4 separate regions of the Mus musculus genome follow, and all the other regions are linked to region 3. Evidence: chromatin contacts called from public ChIA-PET and promoter capture Hi-C data. All regions are on one chromosome and are shown on one strand. Each heading gives the region's core, a stretch centred on a gene start, on an enhancer-like site or on the middle of the called end of the contact. The rest is flanking DNA. Distances are from core to core; before and after follow the strand shown. Region 1 overlaps Frmd4b (FERM domain containing 4B). Region 2 holds the start of Eogt (EGF domain-specific O-linked N-acetylglucosamine (GlcNAc) transferase). Region 3 overlaps Frmd4b (FERM domain containing 4B). Region 4 overlaps Gm46970 (a long non-coding RNA gene).

What was found. ChIA-PET counts read pairs in DNA pulled down with a chosen protein or histone mark. Capture Hi-C pulls out chosen DNA fragments and counts their contacts.
Region 1: a promoter capture Hi-C map of adipose tissue shows a contact between it and region 3. The contact joins two enhancer-like sites. A contact is called at or near these places in 3 of 115 datasets of contacts at active chromatin or transcription factors (CD8 T cells, effector CD8 T cells and extraembryonic endoderm stem cells) and 2 of 9 other capture datasets (adipose tissue and liver).
Region 2: an RNA polymerase II ChIA-PET map of effector CD8 T cells shows a contact between it and region 3, with 27 read pairs. The contact joins the promoter of Eogt here to the enhancer-like site in region 3. A contact is called at or near these places in 1 of 15 datasets of contacts at CTCF or cohesin (CD8 T cells), 3 of 484 Hi-C or Micro-C datasets (Th1 cells, bone marrow-derived macrophages and stem cell-derived primordial germ cell-like cells), 4 of 115 datasets of contacts at active chromatin or transcription factors (effector CD8 T cells, embryonic stem cells, extraembryonic endoderm stem cells and 1 more) and 3 of 9 other capture datasets (adipose tissue, liver and pancreatic islet).
Region 4: a promoter capture Hi-C map of adipose tissue shows a contact between it and region 3. The contact joins two enhancer-like sites. A contact is called at or near these places in 2 of 484 Hi-C or Micro-C datasets (bone marrow-derived macrophages and liver), 7 of 115 datasets of contacts at active chromatin or transcription factors (CD8 T cells, cardiomyocytes, embryonic basal ganglia and 4 more) and 2 of 9 other capture datasets (adipose tissue and liver).

Annotation. Positions count from the first base shown.
Region 1 is chr6:97,448,231-97,451,263 of GRCm38.p6, reverse strand. The region is part of intron 1 of Frmd4b (FERM domain containing 4B); the gene reads left to right. It also overlaps the pseudogene Gm19653. Among named protein-coding and RNA genes, the nearest start is that of Frmd4b, 38 kb to the left of the region's middle. Within about 2 kb of position 1,258, at least 15 of the 459 cell types and tissues checked have an H3K27ac peak or open chromatin away from gene starts, as enhancers often do. A contact at or near this core is called in adipose tissue, where this site is marked.
Region 2 is chr6:97,147,497-97,150,436 of GRCm38.p6, reverse strand. Eogt (EGF domain-specific O-linked N-acetylglucosamine (GlcNAc) transferase) reads left to right here and starts at 1,551. Exons shown (of 18, transcript NM_175313.5): 1 at 1,551-1,605; 2 at 2,179-2,560.
Region 3 is chr6:97,292,448-97,295,619 of GRCm38.p6, reverse strand. Frmd4b (FERM domain containing 4B) reads left to right here. Exons shown (of 23, transcript NM_001346637.1): 21 at 1-44; 22 at 3,125-3,172. Among named protein-coding and RNA genes, the nearest start is that of Gm32191, 41 kb to the right of the region's middle. Within about 2 kb of position 1,424, at least 90 of the 459 cell types and tissues checked have an H3K27ac peak or open chromatin away from gene starts, as enhancers often do. A contact at or near this core is called in CD8 T cells, Th1 cells, adipose tissue and 3 more, where this site is marked.
Region 4 is chr6:97,504,989-97,507,870 of GRCm38.p6, reverse strand. Gm46970 (a long non-coding RNA gene) reads right to left here. Exons shown (of 5, transcript XR_003956336.1): 1 at 1-2,882. It also overlaps a transcript of Frmd4b not described here. Among named protein-coding and RNA genes, the nearest start is that of Gm46970, 10 kb to the right of the region's middle. Within about 2 kb of position 1,615, at least 81 of the 459 cell types and tissues checked have an H3K27ac peak or open chromatin away from gene starts, as enhancers often do. A contact at or near this core is called in adipose tissue and microglia, where this site is marked.

The DNA.
Region 1 (3,033 bases), core at 9-2,508, 160 kb before region 3:
CAACGATTCTCAGGAGAAATTTGATTTTGCAAGTATTTCCCACAAAATGGCTATGGATAAGTCCAAAAATTTGTTCAAATATTCCCAAACAAGAATTTCCTCGGTAGACAGTCCCTGAAACTCCAATCATAACTAATCCATAAGGAGAAGACACACATTTTAGTCCTTGAGAATCAAGATTAGGACTGAGGAAAAGAAATTCCTCTTTCTTGGGTGCTTTCTCTAGCTCCTCCACAGGGGGCCCTGTGTTCCATCCTATAGATGACTGTGAGCATCCACTTCTGTATTTGCCAGGTACTGGCATAGCTTCACAAGAGACAGCTATATCAAGGTCCTTTCAGCAAAATCTTGCTGGCATATGCAATAGTGTCTGCATTTGGTGACTGATCATGGGATGGACCTCCGGATAGGGCAGTCTCTGGATGGTCCATTCTTTCGTCTCAGCTCCAAACTTTGTCTCTGTAACTCCTTCCATGGGTATTTTGTTTCCTATTCTAGGGAGGAATGAAGTATCCACCTGTTGGTCTTCCTTTTTCTTGATTTTCTTGTGTTTTGCAAATTGTATCTTGGGTATTCTAGGTTTCTGGGCTAATATCCACTTATCAGTGCGTGCATATCAAGTGACTTGCTCTGCAACCCTATAGGTGGAACAACAATATGAACTAATCAGTACCCCCAGAGCTCATGTCTCTAGCTGCATATGTAGCAGAAGCTGGCCTAGTCGGACATCATTGGGAAGAGGGGCCCCTTGGTCTTGCAAACTTTATGTGCCTCAGTACAGGGGCATGCCAGGGCCAAGAAGTGGGAGTGAGTGGGTAGGGGAACAGGGCAGTGGGAGGGTATAGGGGACTTTTGGGATAGCATTTGAAATGTAAATGAAGAAAATATCTAATAAAAAAAATTTAAAAAAAAGAAATTCCTCTTTCACTAATGATAGTAAGTGAAGGCTCGCAACTTCTGCTCCATGGTAGTCTTTCATGTTTTGTTCTGAGACGTTATAATAAAACCTAAGCTGGACATCATACCAGAAGTGCTGTGGCCTCAGTCATCTTGAGTTGGTCCCAGAAAAGGATTCTAAGAACTAAGAAGGTCAAAGAACCAGTAACAGGATTTTTCTAAGCGACAAAAATCAACCTTTCCAGCTTCCTCATCTTCCTTTGCCTGCTGCTCAAAGAACTGGATGTGCTCCGTCTCTGTAACTGGCTCTGTGCCTCCTTCAGTTTTGATGACTGTTCTTCCCAGTAACCTTTTGCATAACTGAGTAAGATTGTGCTTTTCAGTAGTTGGAGTTACAACCACTGCTTGTGTTGCCAAATACTTCCATGTGACTTCTCAGTGGACTTTTTTTGCACCTCAGAAGTTCTACATTTTGGCTGTACACTAATATTGCATAAATAGCATCTTAGCAGTCCACAGGCTGCACCAGGTGTCACAAAGGGCCATGATCTCTTCCTTGTCCAGCATGCTAAGTAGGTTTCAGCTGCCCTCCGACTCTTAAGTGGCTGAGCCCCAACATCTCTCCCTCTGCAGAAGTGGACAGAGGATGACACCGCCAGTGTTGCTTGCCCTCATGGCATTCGGGCTGGCCAGAACACTTTCTTCACCTTCTGTGTCTGTGTCTGTGTCTGTGTCTGTGTCTGTGTCTGTGTCTGTGTCTGTGTCTGTGTCTGTGTCTGTGTCTGTGCCTCTCTCTCTCTCTCTCTCTCCCCCTCCCTCTTTGTTGTGTGTGTTATGTATTCATGTGTATATGTTTGTTGGTGCACACGGATGTAAAGGTGCACATGGATGTGTGTGCAAATGCTTGTGGTGACCAGAGAGAGAGACAGGTATCTTCCTTAATCACTTCCTTGTCTACTGAAGCAGGGTCTCTCAGTTGAACCCAGCCAGTCTAGCTAGCCAACAAGCCGTGGGTCTCCCCTGCCTCTACCTCATGTGCACTAGAGTTACAAGTAGGCTACCATGCCCATCCAAAATTTACCTGGGTGCTTCAGGGTACAAGCTCGGATCTTCACACTTGCACAGTGAGTGCTTTACCCACTGGGCCTCTCCCCAGACCCCTTACCCTTTGACACAGATTCTCTGAGAGATTCTGGAGATCACCAATTTGGTTGGATTGGCTGGCCAGTAATACCCCCAAATTCTCTTCCTCCCCCCTCCCCAACACGGGCATTATAGGTGCACTGTCAGTGTGCTAGACTTTTATGTGAGTACAGGGCATTTAAACTCAGGGCCTTCCTGCCTGCAAGATCTTTACCAACTGAACCATTTCCTAGAAAATAATTTTTAATCTACATGCTTAAAGACAAAAAAGCTAGAACCTGTCTCCAGCCTGCTTTCCTGAGGTAGAAAGAAGATAGGGTGGGAAAAACCCCAAAGGAGATCTGTGTGGGTACAGTGCAGACAGAGAATGAAGGAAAGTGGGTACAAACCGGGGAAAGGGATGAGATTGTGTAAGGGATGGATGTGACCGAGATCAGCTCCAAAGCTAACCTTGCCCTTTTCTCAAGAAGACTTTCCCAGACGTGCATGAAGACGTAGAGAGGTGTTCCTCAGGTCTGACTGAGGGATTTGAGATGGACGTAATGCATATATTGGGAGCATGCAGCCTGCAAGTGTTTTTACTTAATGTTCTGTCATGTGCCAGCAATGTCCATCCCAAACCAACTGTATTTGTATTTTGGTGGTCTACAGAATGGTGTTTTCTTAATGGTTCATGAAGCTTCATGTTCCCGTGGCCATTTCAGCCCTTAGTAATGATCTTGGTGGACAGTAAAGTCTGGGAACTGTGCTCAAAACTGTGCACACCTTCTTTGCCTCTGTCATCTTTTATGTCTGTAAGATAAAAAATAAAAACAGACTTACAGGAATTAAATGATTTGCTCCGAGGTCTCATCAGCTTCTGTGAGAATCTGTGCGAATGATCAGACAGGAATGAAGATATTCTAAGTAGCATTGTGTATGTCTCCTTTTGCCTATCAGGCGACTGAGACAATGGAGCCCAAACAATTGGAATTTCCCCAGAAATCTTATCCT
Region 2 (2,940 bases), core at 302-2,801, 150 kb after region 3:
CACTGGTACTCTTTCAGAGGACTGAGTTCAAGTCCTAGTACACACATAGCAGCTAATAACTGTAACTCCGGTTCCAGAGATCTGATGCCCTCTTCTGGCCGTGTGTGCATACACGCACAAAATACCTATACATAAAAATTTTAAAATGCATTTTAAAAACTACTGTAATGTTCTTTTGTTCTTTAATGTGTGTTTGGCACATGTAAATGACATGCTAACACAATACATACTGAACAGGATATATATTAAACAAATTATATACATATTAAACACATACACATATAAAACACAGCTGGTCTGGAACTTGCGACATAGATCAGGCTGGCCTCAAACTTACAGAGATCCATTTGCCTTTGCCTTCCAAGTGCTAGCTAGGATTAAAGAAAGGCCTTCCCTAAAGTGCCCAGCCCATGTGTATGTTGTATGTTACTGGGGATTGAACCTGGGGTCGTGCACATGTTAGGATAGCACTCATCTCCGTGGTCACTAAGTTGTCTGGGTGTCTTGAACTTCCTTTTATTTTTTATTTTTTTTAAATTTTTTCCATGACTCAGCCTGTGGAGTAGCTGGAACAGCAGGCCTGTACCACCAGTTCTGGTTTCAGTTCTCATAGTAGCTTCTTAAAATTTATAAGACATGTAAGCCTTGTGAACTGAATGCATCTGAGCATGTTTATTTTGACACCATTAATATAAGCTGGGTCCTTTTTTTCATTTATTAGTATTGTATAGGAAGGTGTGAGTATCCAGGAGGTCAGAGAACGAGGTCAGGGAGTGGGTTCTCCCCTTTCGTGGTAGGATCCTAGGATTCAACGTGGGTCGTCAGGCTTGCTCCCACAAGCGCTTTGAAAACTCTAAGCCACCTGTCAGCCCTTGAACCCTTTAATCATAATTTAATGGCTGTCTCCCCCATGCTCCAGAAGGCATGCTGGAACTGCAAGGTGTCAAGAATGGAAGAGAATGGGAGATATGCATACACGTAATCATCACCTAAACAAGCAGTTAGAAATCATCATGAAATAGCAAAAACGTAAAAATTAAACAAGAGTAGCCATTGGACTTGGACACTTCATGGACAGGTACAATTCCCTGGAATCTACAGTATTTTCACTACCCACCAGAGAGTGTCCCACTACATCCAGTCTCATTTGAAAATCAGGGCAGCAACTTCTGCTCAGAATGGGAAAGCAATAAAATTACAACCCTGAGTGATATGTAAACAGTCCCGTAGTCTGCCTGCCTACTCTCTGGTGCTGGAGACCTGCCAAGCGCCTGGAGGAGCAGCCAGGGACTTGCACCCCGGTGTCCCACGTCCCGGAGGGGATGTAGGCGGGTGTCCCCAGTGGATCAGGCTGTGGGTCACAGGGTGTCCGTAACCTTGGCTGATGGGTGTCCAAGAGTGCCTTCCAGACTCTGGTCGCTGGGTGTGGTCAAGGCATTCCGGTCCGCCCTTGAGCCCCGGGCCAAGGTGTCGCGGCAGCTCCCGGGCGCCCCCTGGCCCGGCTTGGGCGCCGGAGGTTTCCGGTTCGCGGCTGCCGGCGGTGACGTCTCGTTACTCCCAAGCTGCCGCCACTGCCGCCGCCGCCGCTCCCTAGTCAAGCTGCAGGTGGGCCCCGCGCCTTCCCCGCCTGTTCCTGGCCGGCGCCTGCACCCCCGTGGGCCCGCAGCCTGACTCTGGGACTCTGATCCCAGCCCGCGGCCTTCAGCTGGTTACCAGGAGTTGATCGGTGGCTGTAGGCTAGGGAGATGCCCAGCCAGGCCTGCCCTGTTGCCTCGATCCCCATGCTGGGGCGGAGTGGCTTCTCCAGGCACACCTGGGAGCCGAGCGTCTCCTAAGACAGCTGCTTCCCCAAGCACCCGGGGCAGGGTTGGCTGCTGCCGGGCGCGAGGGGCTGACTCCGCTACACAGGGGAGGGGTTGACGTTCCGCAGACAACCGGAGGATCGCCACAGCAGGATTGCCACTTCGGCGCCTCAGGCAGCCGAGCTCTGTCTGAGCTCTGTCTGCTTGCCTACCTTGGGACTTGATAGTCTTTGAGTCCCAGATGCACTTCATCTGTCCGCTGCTGGCTCTGTTGCCCAGCAATGCCCTAAGCCATTCATGTGGTAGTCCTAGTAACCCCAGCTCTCATGGTTTACGGCGTTCAGATTTTTACCTTTTTTTCCTCTTCTCTTTTTAGGTCCGTGAAAATCCAATCAAGCCACACACGAGTGGAGCGCGATTGACCGTTTTGTGCAAAAAGACGCGGTAGCCTAACCTACTAAAGCTTTCATCCCTGCCAAGTCTTGCCAGAGAACTCAACTCCGGGAAGGCTTTCTGCCAGGCCCTGAAGTTGTACTTTCATGCACCACAGGGAACCATCACCCAGCATATGCAAGTGGGTACATGCCCTCCCTTGCAAAAGCCAACTTTCTGATCTGCTCCTTTAGATTTTCCCCACGGCCAAGGGTTACTTTTTTCCATGAATGGTCAAGTTTTGTTAACCGGCAGAACGCATTGCAGAGCTGTGGATTTGGATACCCGAAATTTAGGACCTAGTGCTCCAAGCCGCGACCTAGAAGGTTAGTCCAAGGGCTGGGTGGCCTGTTGTGATCCTGAGGTTGGCACTGGTCCAGGCAGCCCCGGGAATCAGAGAACAGGATTACTGCAATGAGAACCAGGAACAGGCTTTGGTCCTAGGAATGTTTTCTCTGCTAATTATCCTGTTGGTCTGGATTGAGTGATGTGGTGTGAAGCGGGCTACCTCCTTCCTGCTCACCACTAGTGTCTGCTCCGTGGGTTACTATGTCCAGGGGACCCTGGGCTCTGACTTTGCTTTGAGAGACTTAGTAGTGTTCATTCACTGAGGAGAATCACGCATCTTCATCTCCGGGCTTCTGGCTAGGGATTTGCTGGTCATTTTTCTCTCTACGTTGTTCCTTTATATTAAAATAGTAACTAG
Region 3 (3,172 bases), core at 175-2,674:
GGTCCCCTGTTCTCCAAGCAGTCGAGCATCTTCCTACTCTTCAGGTAAGACTGCTGGGGGAAGCACATCACTCCAGGGGCCACCATGTATCCCAACCCATCCCAAACCACTCCTGTCCAGGGTCATAAATTGGTCCCCGAGGTCATTCAGAGTGGTGGTCATTAAGTGGACCCGTAATAAGAACTGCCAACTTGAACAGCTTTCAGAGAGCATTAGAGCCTGATGAAGCCATTTGTAGATCTGAGCCGGGCAAACACAGGATGAGGGCCCAGTCTGTGTGTTGTCCTGGCTTGGTGCTTGCTCCAGCTTTGTGCTATCTTCACCTCATATTGATAGCCACATCTCTTAAAAGTATTCTCATCACTGGAGTTTGATGTTTTGAAAGAATAAAGAGACACATAAAGTCAGCAGAAGGCATTAAGTAAGGATCACACATCCCTTCCCACTGGCCAAGATGTCATAAATCTAAAGATCGAATATTCCTGCACCTGCCTGCGTAACGCCTACAGTCATTCCGATAGAACTGGTATTTGTCAAGTATTTTTCTACATACTTTGCTTATCTTATCTCAGTCTATACTGTTCTCAACTGAATTGCTAATGTAAGGAATTTGGGAGGCTGGGGTCATAGCTCAATGTTTGCCTGGGGTTCTTGAAAACCTGATTCCATGCCCACCGTCATTACTGAAAACTCCAGGAATTTTGGTAGCTAATTTTGATCATCAAAAGCATTCTCTTTCTAACCCTGAAATGGGGAGCTGGCTACTCCCTCTGCTCCCATTTGCAGAGTACCTGCTGCACACCCTAACCTGTTCTGAGTAATTTGGAGAAATAGGAGCTGAGGACTGGTCTGCCCAGCATAGTGCTAGGTCAGTATTGAAGGACCTCAAGGTCCTTTGAAGGGTGTCATCAGCAACTAAAGGAATGTATGAGTTGAAGAAATGCATGAATGCTTAAACTACACAAAAACCTGGGTCCTAGGTGGGAATTTCCAAGCCTGTGGAACAGTCAGAGTGAGCTGTTCCTTTGTGATTCATAAGATTGTTGACAAGAGACATTGCCATGGAGAGTACTGCTTGGGTTCTATTTTATTACTATTTCTGCGACCTGGACTTCCGGGATTATCCCACCTATGACCACATCTAACACAGGAAGAGGTGTCTATCACTGTTTCTTGTGGTTTATGGCTCTGATGTAGAGGACACCTATCCTGCTCAGAGGACCTCCTGAACTTCCTCAAAGCTCAGGGTGAAGCATGGAAGGCTTTCACGGGTCACATCTGGAGAGAGTTCCCCAAGAATGAGAGCAAACAGGGGTCTGGAAATTCTTGTGGATGGCTTTTGGTGCGCACGCAGGGCTGGGGAAACACCCACAGGAAACCAGGTGTGAGTCAAAACCCTTGAGTGTCTTGGCTGTTGGTTTTGTATCTAGGGCAAGGGTGAAAACGGAGTTACTGCTTCCTGGTTCAGACCTGGTATCAGTTCTGCTGACTGCACCACCAAGAGCATTCCTCCTTACCCCATCCCCCACCCCCTTGACGTTTTTTAAATAGGATCTTACAGTGCATCCAGGGTTGACCTCAAACTCATGAGTCCTCTCCCATGCCTGCCCTACCACACCTGGCTAAGAGCATCTTTTAGAAAGAATTAAGTGGATGAAATCAAGGCTCCCGGAAATCCCTTCTGGAATGTTCCTGCCCCTACTTTATAGCTTTGGAGATGTATTTCTACAGGCTCCGATCATTCACACGGAGAGCTACATTTCCTGTTTCTGGTTAGTCAGACTCTGCACCACCTGAAGGCTTCGTCATGACTCAGTTTCAGGAGTGATCATAGCCACCTTTTCTTGGCAGCTCTGTGTCAGGGTGCCCTTTTAATGGGAGCAGCAGGGCTGTAGGGCGAGAGCTGTGTGTTATGATTCTTATTTTACAGTTAAGGTGACTCTCTCTGGTTTAGATAGAGTTTGAATGACTGCCAGTCCCGTAGGCTGGCAGGTGACAAAGTAGGGCTTCCATCCCAGGGCTAACAGTATGACCCCCGCAGGCTTCAGAGCCCTTCCCTCGGTGCTCAGTCTTGGAAACCCTCCGTGAGCATCCTACATCTGTTAGTGTAAATCAAGTGGCATTGTGGCCAAAGACGCATTGTGAAGTTTGTCAGTGGCAAATGCAAGTGGCTTGTGGGTGTGGAAAGAGGTCAGTGGACAGAACGTGAGGAACAGGAAGAACAGTGAGCAGGGCTGTCTGTGAGGCTTAGACACACACAGAGCTGCCGAGTCACCTGTGCAGCCCAGGCATGGGGCAGGACTGGTTCCACAAAGAGAAGAGCAGAAACCCAGTGATAACCAGTGACACCCAGTAACATTCCTTCAATCAGGCTCTGCTTCCAAATTGTACCCTTGTCATCTCCTGGATCCACCCTTCTGCAAAGCTAGCCTCTTCCACCTCCTGCTAGCTTCACCCTCCACTTTTCAGTCAACAATAGAAAACGCCCTGCCTTACCAGTGGCCAGTGTTGCCTTCAGCAGTCAAGTCTTGACAAGTGACCTGGCTGAAGGCTTTTCCTCCACATTCCTCTCGACGGATTCTCAAGTACCATCTGGTCGGATCTGAAGCCCAGGTGGCAAGGTTCTCTCCCTTTGAGAATCCACTCCCTTTTCCTTCTGGGCTACTTCAAAACGGGTGTTCTTGAAAATAATTCTGTCTTCCCTTTGGACTAACTCCTGTTAATAGTAATACTTACCATGTTGCGAGCCTTTATTCTGCACTAGGCTAACTATGTTCATCATAACCTTCAGTCCTGGTGCTGTCACCACAGAAAATGTACTTACCCTCTCCACAATAAGAAAACTGAAGCTTCAAAAGGAGGAGCTATTTGCCCAAGTCACTCAGCCGGCTATTAACCCAGAAAATTGAACTGATTATCAATTCTGGCTCAGATAGGGGTTTCTCGTTCTCAGAGGTAGAACAGAGGCAAGGCCTGGACCCACCCCCTCAGCAGTGGCAAACACAAAACTAAACCCAGGCTTCCATCTCTCTGCTCTGCACATACCGGAGTGTGAAGCAACCTGAACAGATTTAGCTTGGAATAGTTCAACTAACGTTCTCTCTCTTTCTGTTCTCATTTCTAGTGTCTTCCACAAATGCTTCTGGGAACTGGAGGACCCAGTTAACCATTG
Region 4 (2,882 bases), core at 366-2,865, 210 kb before region 3:
TGCTTCCATGTTTTATCTCCTCTCTCTGTTTCTCACAATCATGTCCAGGGTCAGCCACAGCCTTTAAATGATAAATGAATGTTATTGGCATGTAGCCATGTTCATGTATGTAAGTATTTTCTCTACCTGCTTTTCCGACACAGTAGTAGACTGGTTACAACTGAGACCATTTTTTTTTTAAATTATGGAAGATCCAAAATATTCTGAGCCTTTGAAGAAAGGTAGACCCCTAATCTAGGTCAGTAACTCTGCAGTCATACAACTACAACCTCTACCTTCCCCATGCCCTACCATGGCCAGGAGTAAAATCCTGATGTTTGGAAAGGAAAGAACTTCATCTCAGTTATGTCCACTTGCAAGGAAAAGAGGTAGGTGACTGTCCAGCCTCCACTTGTACCCAGGGTAGATGCTGCTGGCCTGCCACATGCCCCAGCCCTTCTTCTGACTGGCTGCAGCACAGGAGTGGGAAAATATCCCCCCTCCCTCGTCCAGGAGATGCTATCAGATCCGAAAAGTCATGTAAGACGACTATTAAATGTAATGGGTGTCATCCTACCTGAGATGGCATTCCTTGTGAAGTCAAGGTGATGAAACTAATTTTCTCTCTGCTTCTTTAGTACAATACCATATAGACTATGAGTCATATAATTAGGGACTATGTTGTACAAAAATTCCTCCCTTTAAAAAGTAGGCTCATTACCATGAAGTGCCCATAACATGAGAAACACGTAGAAACTAAGCCCCACTGAGAATGTTCTAGAAACTCAGCTAATACTGGCTTTACTAAATGGCTACATTGGTAGAGCCCCTGACTGTGTTTATGTTCTTTCTCTCCTGCTAACTCTTACAGCCTTTTGTAAGCAGGCCCCTGTTGCTGATTTATAAGGGGCGTAGTTCTCAACCTCTAAGGGTCACATACCAGGTATCCTGAATATCAGATATTTGCATTACAATTCATAATGGTAGCAAAATTAAAGCTATGAAGTAGCAACCAAATAATTTTATGGTTCAGGGTCACCACAACAGGAGGAACTACATTAAAGGGCCACAGCACTAGGAAGGTTGAGAATCACCAATACAGGGTAAATGCCTATGTGTGCTTTGTGTAGGGTCTGGTCATCTATGTTACCTTCATCTGCCACAAACCATATTCACGTCATAGACAGTTCAGAGATACCCTCAAACAACATGTTCATGTACAAGTGCAGGTACTTGCTCTGGAACCTGCAGTTCTTGGCGATGGGTAGGAGCTAGTTTGCACAGGCACGCATCGGCTGTTGTGGGGACCTGCCCCAGACTGCATTTGCTGCCAATAAGCAGCTGAACAAGCTTCCTTTGAGCGGGAGGTGATAGGGAAGTCGTGAGTGAGGAGGCGGCTTTGCTTCACAGTTTCTGGTTTCTTTTTTTTTTTTTTTTTCTCCACAAGTAAGTGTTTTACCAAGGAGATAAGGCGAAGCCATTTACAGGACTGGGAGAGTCTCTCCCGCTTCCTAGCATTAGCAGTTTGATGGAGAACTGGGAGGAGCCAGCCCAGCCGGCAACTCTGGGGAGGTTGGAGCCCTGTGCAGTTTGGCATCCTGACAACCAAGTTGTAAACCGTGTGTGTGGGCTGCAATCCAGTGTGGGGCTTTCCAAGAACCACTGTTCATCGAACCTGGAGCTGCAGAAGCCGAGCCAGAGAGACTGTGCGTGTGCCGTTGGCCATTTAAAAGCCGTAAGCCAACCTTGGCAAACGCTTTGACTCTTGGCACCTTTGGCTCTTGGCTCCTTAAGCCTTTTTGTGTTAAATTTATGGAAAACAGGGTAAAAAAAAAAAAGCTCTCCCAGGGAACAGAGACCTTCTAAATACTGTTTTAAGCTTTGGGGTTCATGGGATCCCAATGAGATTAAGAAAGTGATATTATTGATATATCTCGGGACAATAAAGAGGAAAAGGGAAGGCGGAAGAAGAGGGAGGAGAGAGAGAGTCAATGCTGTTGCTTTGGATTAGAGTGAAGGACTTAATAATACCCAAGGTACCACACAACTAAGTTAGTGAAAATGCAAACATATTATTTGAAGTCACATCAATTTAAAAACTGTTCCTAGTAATATACTGCATATGAGCAAGTCCAGTTCATAAAGGGACAAGGTTAAAATAAAATTATATTTCAGTGGAATGCCAAGGCACTAGCAAGCCTTTTACCCAGGCCAGAGAGCAGATCACCATGAGGTGCTTCATTGTCAGTACAAAGGAAGGAAGAACAGAGAAACAGGAATGAGCAAGAAGCTGTGATGTATCCCAGAGCAAGGAGGCCAAGGTTTGGGGGTGCTTACTGCCTTCACTGGGGTATCCCTATGTTTCCAAAGAAATGGCCCTAAGAAAGATGCTGGCTGTTCCTGCCACTCAGCACCCCTGTGCCTTCTGAGAACAAGAAAGCTTGACTGGGCCAAGTATTCCCTCCAGACTACTACTGATCAAGTTGTACTTCAAGAGGCTGTCAATCATAGCACCCCACACTCCCGTACTCTCTAACAGTTCTTGCATCTACACACGTCCCCCTTCCTCACCTGGATCAGATGATTACGATTGTCAGTCAGCACATCTCCCATGATTTAATTACTAGCTGCCAGAAAGGAGCTTGCTCTGGTTCCCCTCTGAGTTTGAGCCAATGGGGGCATGAGTTTGTGACACTGTTCATCCTGCTTACCTTGTAGCAGAGTGAGTACAATCGGCAAAGACCGCATTCAAGGGGCTGAATGCGGATGCAAAACAAAAAACAAAAAACAAAATCAAAAAAAAAAAAAAACAAACAAAAAAAACCAAGCAAACCAAAACTACACACAGCAAGACCAAACAAAACAAAATTACACACACACACACACACACACACACACACACA